2 separate regions of the Gossypium raimondii genome follow, and region 1 is linked to region 2. The links are chromatin contacts, called in public Hi-C maps. All regions are on one chromosome and are shown on one strand. The core of a region is the stretch at or near the end of the contact, and the rest is flanking DNA. Distances in the headings are between cores, read along the strand shown. Region 1 holds the start of LOC105784509 (filament-like plant protein 4). Region 2 holds the start of LOC105784425 (tubulin beta chain).

Evidence for each region. Hi-C and Micro-C count contacts between places; a contact is called where the count stands out from the background.
Region 1: a Hi-C map of leaf shows a contact between it and region 2, with 4 times the contacts expected there. The contact joins the promoter of LOC105784509 here to the promoter of LOC105784425 in region 2. A contact is called at or near these places in 2 of 2 Hi-C or Micro-C datasets (both in leaf).

Annotation. Positions count from the first base shown.
Region 1 is chr1:16,168,746-16,173,950 of ASM2569854v1, forward strand. LOC105784509 (filament-like plant protein 4) reads right to left here and starts at 2,939. Exons shown (of 6, transcript XM_012610427.2): 1 at 2,685-2,939; 2 at 1,234-1,380; 3 at 845-1,064; 4 at 1-741. The coding sequence starts at 1,359.
Region 2 is chr1:15,888,425-15,894,221 of ASM2569854v1, forward strand. LOC105784425 (tubulin beta chain) reads left to right here and starts at 1,839. Exons shown (of 3, transcript XM_012610312.2): 1 at 1,839-2,342; 2 at 4,128-4,397; 3 at 4,492-5,370. The coding sequence starts at 1,940. The coding sequence ends at 5,177.

The DNA.
Region 1 (5,205 bases), core at 1,689-4,188, 280 kb after region 2:
TCTCTTTATGGAATTTCTGTGCATTGTCAAGAGAAAAATCAGTGACAGCAGGTGTGTGTGGAGTAGAAGGCCGGACGGGAGACCTTTTTAATCGAGTATCTCCATAATCCCGGCCTAAACTCTCAACCTCTAGCTTCATTTGGGCAAGTGCAGCAGGACCAGGCAACTTTTTCCTCACAAGACCACGCAGCCTTTGGCACTCTGCTTCTAGCTTTGCTATCTTTTTTACACCCTCCATATGCTGCTTGTTAGCTGCTTCTGCAGTTCTCATGCTCATGTTCCTTTCTTCATTACGAATTTCGAGCTCTTTGGAAACTACATGCATCTCATACTTCAGTGAATTGATTTCCCTTTCACATGATTCGATGTTACCCTTCAAACACTCAATCTGGGTCTCAGCTTGAGATTTTTCTTCAGTAATCTTGACCAGCAAGTTAGAACGTTCTTGCAAAGACCTAGAAATTGCATCATTTTCAGCTGCAGACTTACGGAGCTCTTGGTCTAAATAAGCTATCTTTGCTTCGAGCTCAAGCTTAATCTTTTCACATAGCTTGTTTTTGCTAACAGCCAAATCTTGCAACTTCTGCTCGTGTTCTTCCTTCAGATTTCGGATTTGCCGCATGCACTCTTTAAGAGCACCATCCAAATGCGATGCCCTATCTTCAGCAGTGAGCTTCAAAAGGGTAACAGATTCCAGATGATTTTTCAAGGCCAAGGCCTCTGCTTCAGCCTTTTCCCAACCTACAGCAAATTCAACAGCAGAGAGTGAGAAAAAATTGGACCAAGTTTAGCTAGAGGAACTTTACTCTTATATTAGACTCTGAACATTTGAGCATAGACTAACCCGAGACTGCTTCTTCTGCAACTTTAGTGTGCTGTTTCACCAGGTCTTCCTTGCCACTAATCTCTGAATTGGCTGCAGAGAGCTTTTCATTCAAGTCCTTAATCTCATCCTCCAATGTCTGGACTTGTTCCTCATATATTTTCACTTGATTCTCCAAACCAGTGAGATGTGAATATGATTCCATGGAAATTTGAACATACTTGGGTTTTTTGTAAGTATTCTGTTCAACACAAAATCAGTATCTGATAAAACAGCTCAACAATTTAGATGATAAGCAGATATAAATCTCTGCTCCAGCTGAGATAATGTGCTAGGGCATAGAAATGCAGAAAGTTGAGAAAATAAACACCAATTTTCCGATGTGGTTTAGTTACATAAACAAGATTTACCTGATCATTTTGAGATGCAGCTGAAGCTAAAGCAGCAGCGGCAGCATCTGCTTCGGCGGCAGCAGCAGCAGCATCTTTATCAGCTTTATCAGATGATTTTTTCTTCCAAGGCCAACGGCGGTCCATTACTTGAAACCCCTTTATAGCCTATGTCAAGAAGACCAAATAATTTGTCAAGAAAAATATATATACTGCAAAAGAAAAGGAAACTGAACATCACAGCCTCACTCCAATCCAAAAATCATAGTATATGACTAAGGATACACGCTGCAGCCACCCTATTTAGGCCGTATTACTCTCAGATAAGTTTCTGACATTCTTTTTCTAATCGAAATGAAAACAATTTCAAACCAAGTTCAATTTTCTTAAACCGTATTCAAAGACTATAAACAGAAACATGTTCTATGATACCAAAAGCTAACTGCCTTACATATTTGGTACCGAAAACACTCAAGAGTTCAAATAAATCCTCCCAAAGATAATGCAAATCTTAGTAATGCACTGAGAAATAGCAAAAATTAAGAATGGGGATCATCAGGTTAGGTAGCATTTCTTTAACATTGCATGATGGAATAATGTTTTGGTAGATATTCACCAAACTATTAATAGTCACCAAGAATCCTAAGAAGAAAGTTTAATATTTTTACTAGAATTTACTTTGACCAAATCAAATTAATAGACAGCTGTCAGAAATCAAGGTGCTCTTCTCTTTTATACTACATTTTCTCAGCTACCAAACAGAGCATCATGTGAGGGGATAAAAAAAAAGTTTCCAAGGTTGAGAAATTACAAAGCAGATTGTACTACTAGAATGAAGCAGCAGCAGGAGTTTGGTATTTGTGGTAATTTGGGACTGAAAATAACGTGAAAGAAAAAGACAAGCCATCAATTTAGAACTGAAAAGGGAAGAAGAAGAAGAAGAAAAAAGGCACCGTGTGACATCCATTCATTATCGTACAACATAAATATAAACGCCATGGTTTTAGATAGAAACAAGTAAGATCGTCAGTGTTTCAAAGTGTTGTGAATCGAATCAGAGCAAAACCAAGTTCATCAATGGCTTCAGTTGAAATGCAAAAAGAAGATCTAATCAAAAAGCAAAAGATCTTAGAATCAAAAGCTCGCTTCATATCAAGCAAAACATTAAAAATTGAAACCTCACCGACAAAAAAAAAAAAGAAAAAAAGAGCATCTCAAATGAAACATTTTAGTCTGCATAAAACCTGACATCTATTTGTCTTGCAATTAAAAGAAACCAGAAAGGAACAAAAACTAAGGGCAGAGGGAAAAACATAAGTTTTCCATTTTTACTCACTACACACTACAACTGTGCTTTGACCATCAACCTTTATGCTTAAACCAAACAAACAAGCAAATGAAAAGTTAAAAAAAGGAAAGAACGAAAGAAAGAAGCATTTTAGAACTCGCATTATTTCATAAACTTGACTTACCTTGAGAATCAGAAATGAAGGTTTGTACAGTATGAACAAAAGAGTGTTGTTTGAGATTTAAAGTTAAGATCCAAATTTGTGGGTTTTGGGGTTATTGGTTTCAGTGTTTTGAGGAAGTGAAAGAAGTGGTGGCAATGGCGGAGGAGGAGGGAGTGGGACCGTGGTGGTGGCGTTGGGGCAATAGAGCAAAAGTTACAAAACCAATTCGGCTTTGAGATTGTTACTAGTTTTCTGCAAATAAAAATTAAATGCCAGTGTTTTTGGTTTTTGTTCATTAATAACAGGCCAGTGTACGAATACACATACTAGATTTTAGGACTTTCCATCTATAAACCTTTTATTTTTAATCATATTAATCTAAATCATTTTATATCCTATTTATTCTTAAACATATAATAAAAATATACTAATCCCCCCATCTTTTTATCCTCATTATCTCAAAATAGGTGAAATTTTTAACATTTGTTAATCTTATTGATGACACACCTCGCAACCTACATGCATTAATCTGTACGTCATTTTAAAAAATTAAAATATTAAAAATATATTTTACATAATTTTCTAAATTTTAAATAATTAATTACTTACGACATGATATCTACCGATAACTCACGTGTATGTCACATTAGTAATCATCCATTTTTGAGTAGTTTGACAAACAAAATAAATTTAAAGATTAAAAAGATAAAAATTAAAATGATTTTATTTATAAAATTGAAAAACTAAATAATTCATTATGTTAAAAAAATAAAGAATGAGAAGTGAATTTTGGCAATTCATCGCTATTTTTTTCAGTTATAATTATTTTATATATTAATATAATTTTAATAAGTTTATAATTTATATTAATAATTTAAATATATTATGTTTTTAAATCAAATCTAATACATTTATACTCACTGTGGTAGAGCAACAGCTGGGCTGTAAACGATATTTTGGAATGCTCTGTTTCTATGTTACGACTTAGGACCGCCGTCACTACTCGTTACAGCTAATAATGAGGATTTGTTTTAATCAAATATTGTCTGCTACCATGCTCCATCGCTGCATCTATTGCCATGTGTAACCGCATCTCCACCATTGAAATTGCTTTAGTACGTTGGTATTCGGGACATGTAATTTAATGTTAGTGATGTTGGACCCCAATTACAGGATTTTGTTGTCTACCGAATTTGGTTATATCCTGCTCTCTAATCTTTGCTTTACAACACTAGTTTTGCTAGATTAAATTACTTCCAATTAAATAGTAATAGAATGTTGATTGTGTATTTCTTAATAGAATGTCAATGTGCATTTCTTATTTTAGTTCTTTTAAATTAGAGTGGTTCTCATTTTCATCATTTTAAAATTAGGAAAATTTACTCGGTAAACATTTTAAATAGGCATTGTTACTATTTTGGTCACTAAAAAAATACATTAGTCTTCCATTATCATTTTAAAGGTGGAGTGACAAATTTGATCAAATTTATTTCTGGCTGAGACCAAATTAACAAAAAAAAATTAAAAGTGGACCAAAATAGGAACGACCTTTACCTTAATTAGGTGGCATTGCAACTATACTCATCCTTGCCCGTCAACCAACTTGCCATGAAAATCCCTTGCAATAACTCCAACACTAATTTGTTTAGTCTTTAGAATGAACCATCAACTGTTAGAATTAAGTGACCCAAATCCTTATTTAAATAAAATATTGTGGTAAAATAAAATAAAAGTAAAATCCCTATAGAATTATACTTCTTTTATTTTATTTTAGAATAAGGTTTCTAAACCTTATTAAACTCCATCTATTTTATATTATTTGAATAAGAAGTTTCACTCCTATTAGAATAAGGTTTACAAGCCTATAAATAGGCATAGTCTACTCCTCTTGTAATTAAGTTTTCGACATAGTGAATTTTCTTCTCCTCTGCCCGTGGTTTTTTCCCGAAAGGGTTTCCACGTAAAATTTGTGTGTTCTTTATTTTTCTATTTCTATTTTTCTTTGCGATATATTGTCATTGCCGACATTATATTTTTCTCAAATTGGTATCAGAGCTTCCGGATTGTTCATCTCAATCACGGTAATGACGTCTTTGAAGTACGAAATTTCGCTGTTGGATCGCAACACCAGATTTGCATTGTGTCAGATAAAGATGTAAGCAGTTCTTGCACAGATGGACTTAGAGGAAGCCCTACTAGGGGTAGATAAGATGCCTTCAACTTTGACGGAAGAAGAGAAGAAGCGCAATGATCGAAAGGCATTAACACAGTTACATCTGCATTTGTCTAACGAATTTTTGCAGGATGTGATGAAGGAAAATACTGCCGCTGGATTATAGAAGAGGTTGGAACAGATATGTATGTCGAAAACTCTAACTAGCAAACTACATATGAAGCAGCGTCTTTATGCCCATCATTTGGAGGAAGGTGCATCTGTGCACGAACACTTAACAGTGTTCAAAGAAATTCTCTCAAACTTGGAGGCCATGGAGGTTCAGTATGATAAGGAAGATCTAGGGCTGATTCTACTTTGTTCGTTGCC
Region 2 (5,797 bases), core at 589-3,088:
TTCTTATTTCGAAGTTGTAATCGCGCTGTAAGAAGTGAGGCTTGAATAAAAATTGACTTCTAAACTAGAGGTGTTTATGGGTCGGGCCTGGTTCAACTAAAATTTTAGGCCCATTTGTTAGACTTGTGTTTGATTCAGCCCGAAAAAAATGGGCTTAAAATTTTGTCTAAATTCGGTTTGGATAAAAATGCTAAAACCCAAGTCTAGTTCAGCCCGCCCGTATTAAATTTTTATATTATTTTTATATAATTTTTAAATATATATAATACATAAAAATACTAAAAATATTAAAATAAATATTTTTCAACAAATTAAAAATAAATTTTAAAAAATATGTATACTTAAATAACACTAAGATAGATGCAACTTAACAAGCAAATACCTCTAAAATAATAACAAAATTAACAATAAAACAAGTGTTATACAATATGCAAACAATAACAACAAAATAGTAATAACATAATAGTGAAATGATAGCAAAATAGGGAGAAAACAACAAAAAAATAGCAGAGTTTTTTTGTCCTTTTATGAAATTGGGCTTCTTTGGGCCTAGGCTAAAATGTATCACTTGAGGCTTGGCCCATTTTTTAAACAGACCTTATTTCTTTACCTAAGCCCATTATTCGAGTTTATGTTTTTGCCCAAACCCTCCCACTTTTTGAGTGGTCCTTTGAGCCGGGCCGAGTGTCTCGACCCATGGGCAGTTCTATTCCAAACTATATCGCTTTTTCCACTTAAGCGCTTAAATTATGTTTTAGTAAAAAGTGGTATCTAAATTTGAACTCCGTTACTAATTTTGATATTGGTAAATTTAATAAAATAAAATAAAAAAAAAGTTTTTCCTTCTCTCTATTATCCCATGTTTCATCTTTCTTTCCCTCTCTTTCATAACAGTGGCGGAAAGGGCAAATATGGAATTTCTCTTTATATGTGGTTCATAAGGAAAGAGCAAAGCAGTGAATGGGATTTATTGTTTTTTATTTTAACAGTAAAGAGGTTCTCCAACTTTAGGATTTCCCCGCTTTAATTTGGTTTATTATTATAAAACTCAAATCCTCAAGTAGCTAAATTTATGAATTTATGTCATTGTCAGTTTCTGTTTATAATTCATATTTTATAAAATTTAATCTTATTTCATTTAATTAGTTTTCTGAACAAGAATATTCACACCATACATGACCGGTTTTCTCCTTTTTGCCACGGCCTATAAAATCATGACCGGTTTGGACCATATTTGACAAAAGAAATTAATTCAGATACTTAAATGGGAAAGGTACTATAGTTTGGGGGCTAATTTTTTTATTTAACCCAAAAGATAAATCAGAACAGAAACTATTAACTTACTGCTTACACGCTTTCATTCCATAAAACTTGTACCAAAAAGATAATAAAAAAGCTTATTAGTTAATTGATTCCTGATCTATACTTTAATTTTCATATTACTCCTTAAACATTTTTATATCTAAAGTCATCCTTAAACTATTAATTTGGTCTCATTTTACTAAAAAATTGAACAAGATTCAAAAAGAATGTTCCACATGTCACATTTTTATTGGTTGATATCATATTTTGGTAAATTGGGACAGAATTGATAGTTTAGGACCATTTTGGAAAAAAAAACTTTAAAGATTAATAAGAAAATTAGGATATAATTTAGGGGCAATTTACTAATAAAGCCAAAAAATATATACACGTTGTAATAAAAACGCCAATTTTGGAAAAACGCGCCCAACGTCCCTAACTAACGTAACGCATCCTTCATTTGGATGGGCGGTTAGTTGGTGTCCGTACATTCTCTCTCTCAATTCAAATGTCATCCTCTCTTCTTATATTATTACCATTTCCACCTTAACCTTATACTACCCATTTCACTTTATTTCCTTCCATTTTCCTCTGCCAACCCAAACAAAACCTCTCTAATTCCCTTTCCTTTTCGACGATGAGAGAAATCCTTCACGTTCAAGGAGGCCAATGTGGGAACCAAATTGGATCCAAGTTTTGGGAAGTGATCTGCGGGGAACACGGCGTTGATCCTACTGGAAGGTACAATGCTGATGGTGAATCATCCGATAACCACCTGGAGCGGATCAATGTGTATTATAACGAGTCTTCCGGTGGAAGGTACGTTCCTCGTGCGGTTCTCATGGATCTTGAACCCGGTACTATGGATAGTATCAGATCTGGTCCCTACGGCCAGATCTTTAGGCCTGATAATTTCGTCTTTGGACAATCTGGCGCTGGAAACAACTGGGCCAAGGGTCATTACACTGAAGGTGCCGAGTTGATTGATGCTGTTCTTGATGTTGTTCGTCAAGAGGCTGAGAATTGTGATTGCTTGCAAGGTATACGCATTATTCCCCTACTTTTACATTTTCATACTAATCGAAATCTATTTTCCAAAGATTCTTTTCTTAGAAATTTGGATTTGATTTTCGTAGAATTGATTCTTACAGTATTCTTTTAATTGCAGTTTACTTGATCCATTCCATCATAATTACTCTTCCTTTTTTACCTCAGTGCTTGAAACTTTTTATCTATTTTATTGCCATAGCACTAATGCGATAATGATATAGAATTGCTTTTGATGTTTATCGTTTGATTTCCTTACGACGATGACCATATCAAGCTGAAATCATCTCAATTTCAATTTCACCTATCCCAACAATCTGTAAACAATAGCAAAATCTTCAAAATTATAAAAGACAATTTACTTTGAAAATTACATGAAATGACTGCTTATTTGTTCCATTATCAACCTTCTCTTTAGTTGGCTAATGGTTAGGACTAATATTTAGTTAACCAAACTGCGGTGTTATTACGTAAGCTTCTTTTTGTCTGGTGTGAAGGCAAAAGAGGCCATGGTTCTTAATCTACCTTTTGTTACATATATAAATATACATATATAAGCAGAATTATTTATCTGTAGTTTTTTTTTTATTTTCTTTTCATGTTACGACTTTGATTGCCCAACAACATTTCATTTTGTCTTTAATACTACCGACAACTTTGGTGGAGCCTTGATAAACCTTTTAATGCATTTGGTGAAGCATTGGGGATCCTTACCAACTCACCGTCATATGAATGCAGTCTTTATATTATTATTATTATGGCTTGGCCAATATTTTTACATCTGAATCTTGAAGAACAAGAAAAATGAAAGTATCTAAATGAGCATGGAGAATCATAACTAACATGCATAAATGCACACACCATGTGACTGTTGTATCAATCTAGAAACAATAACAATCAAATGGTAAATTGTAACATTGGCATGAGTATCAGATCTCGTGTTATGCAAAATTTTGAAGAGTAGTAAGTTTAAAATATAAAGAGATAACCATCTTTCTAGATCTAGATCTATCTGAAAGGGACAAATGTTGTCATTATCTGATAATGGTTTGACTGCTGTGAAAGATTTGGTTTGTTGCTATTATAACTGTAGTAACATTAGATCATGATAATGGTGGATTATTGAATTAATCCATATTAAGGGCCGTTGTTGATTCCGTTTAGGGTTTTAAAAGTGTTTTTCATCACAGAAGCAATGAATAACACCTAGTATTTTGGGTTAAAATTGCGGTGGAAAAATGTTTTTTCATTCAAATGTAAAAATTGATATTTAAGTGTTTTAGACTTATGGCTTTTACTTTTGAAAAATTATGAAAATACTCTTATTTATATAAATTATTTAAATGATATATAAAAATTAGATTAATTTATATTTAATGTATCAATATTTAAATTATTTAAATATTTTACATATCATTATATTAAATTATTTAAATATCATTTATCATTATATTAAATTTTAAATATAATTTATTATTATATTTGTTTTAAAATATTTTATATATCATTAATTTAAAAATAATTTATATTAATTAATTAATTAATTAAAAGATATTTAAAATTTATACTTTATATATTACCATGTTAAATTATTTCAATATCATATACCTTAAATAAACTTTTAGTGATACTTTTATCTTTCGGGTAAATTCTTTCGCTTTTAGATAAGGGTTAGTTTAAAAAGTCACTTAGTGTTCATATTATCGGCTAAATAACATGAAAATTTTCCCTTTGAATTGTCTGATGAAGCGAACTTGTTTATATTACTTCTGGAACAGGCTTTCAGGTATGCCATTCGCTTGGAGGAGGCACAGGCTCTGGCATGGGAACTCTCCTGATATCGAAAATCAGAGAGGAATATCCTGACAGGATGATGATGACATTCTCTGTTTTCCCTTCACCTAAAGTCTCCGACACAGTTGTGGAGCCGTATAATGCCACCCTCTCTGTGCATCAATTGGTTGAGAATGCTGATGAATGCATGGTTCTTGACAACGAGGCACTTTATGATATTTGCTTCAGGACATTGAAGCTCACTACTCCAAGCTGTGAGTGATAACATATTCATCTTGATGAATGGCTTGCTATAAAGGTGAAACGATTTAAATTAGTGAAGCTAACTGTGAACTTTTAATCTTGCAGTTGGAGATCTGAACCACTTGATATCTGGAACAATGAGTGGTGTAACATGCTGCCTAAGGTTCCCTGGACAGCTGAACTCAGACCTCCGGAAGTTGGCTGTGAACCTGATCCCATTCCCACGTCTTCACTTCTTTATGGTCGGGTTTGCACCACTTACATCCCGTGGTTCCCAGCAATACATTTCGCTCACTGTTCCGGAGTTGACACAGCAGATGTGGGATGCCAAGAACATGATGTGTGCTGCTGACCCTCGCCATGGTCGCTACCTAACAGCCTCAGCTATGTTCCGAGGCAAGATGAGCACCAAAGAGGTTGATGAACAGATGATCAACGTTCAGAACAAGAATTCATCTTACTTCGTGGAGTGGATTCCCAATAATGTGAAGTCCAGTGTTTGTGATATTCCACCAAAGAACCTAAGGATGGCATCGACTTTTGTGGGGAACTCAACATCAATCCAGGAGATGTTTAGGAGGGTAAGTGAACAATTCACAGCAATGTTCCGTCGCAAGGCGTTTTTGCATTGGTACACTGGTGAAGGGATGGATGAGATGGAGTTCACAGAAGCAGAAAGCAACATGAATGACTTGGTTGCAGAGTATCAGCAATACCAGGATGCGGCCGTGGATGATGAAGGGGAGTACGAGGATGATGTCGATGGTGTGGAGGACGATTATGAGTCCTAAATGAAACTCCAACGATAGACCTTTTCTAGCTTGTATTGTAATAATACTATTACTACTACGTGGCTGATAGTGTTTGTATAAGTTTTCTGGTTTGCTCGTATATTGTATTTCTCATGATGATGATGATGATGATGATGATGATGTTTCTTTTTGCTTCTTTCCGACTCAAATAAAGAAAATTTATCAATTTAAACCTTTCATTCTTCAATTCAACACCCACTATAATCCCCATTTTAAATATTGCTTTATATATATATATATATTGATTTATTAGCAAATTATTATAACACATCTATAAGTTTATTTATTAATTAATGTAAATTTTCATATTTTAAATAAATATTTAAAAAATTATGAAAAATTCAAAATAAAAAAAAAAAATATATATATATATATAAAATTTGATGTTATTTAAACCGGACTGGATCAGCCAGTTGGATTGAGAACTGATTAGGGTATCGATTTGATGACAGGTAAATAATCATTAACCATAAACCAGTACGAATTTATTGAACCGAGCTAAAAAATCAATTGAACCTAACATTTTAATCGATTTCGAACTGGTCTAACCAATTGGTTCCCAGAATGAGCACTTTGTCCGGTTCAAAGCAAATATATTA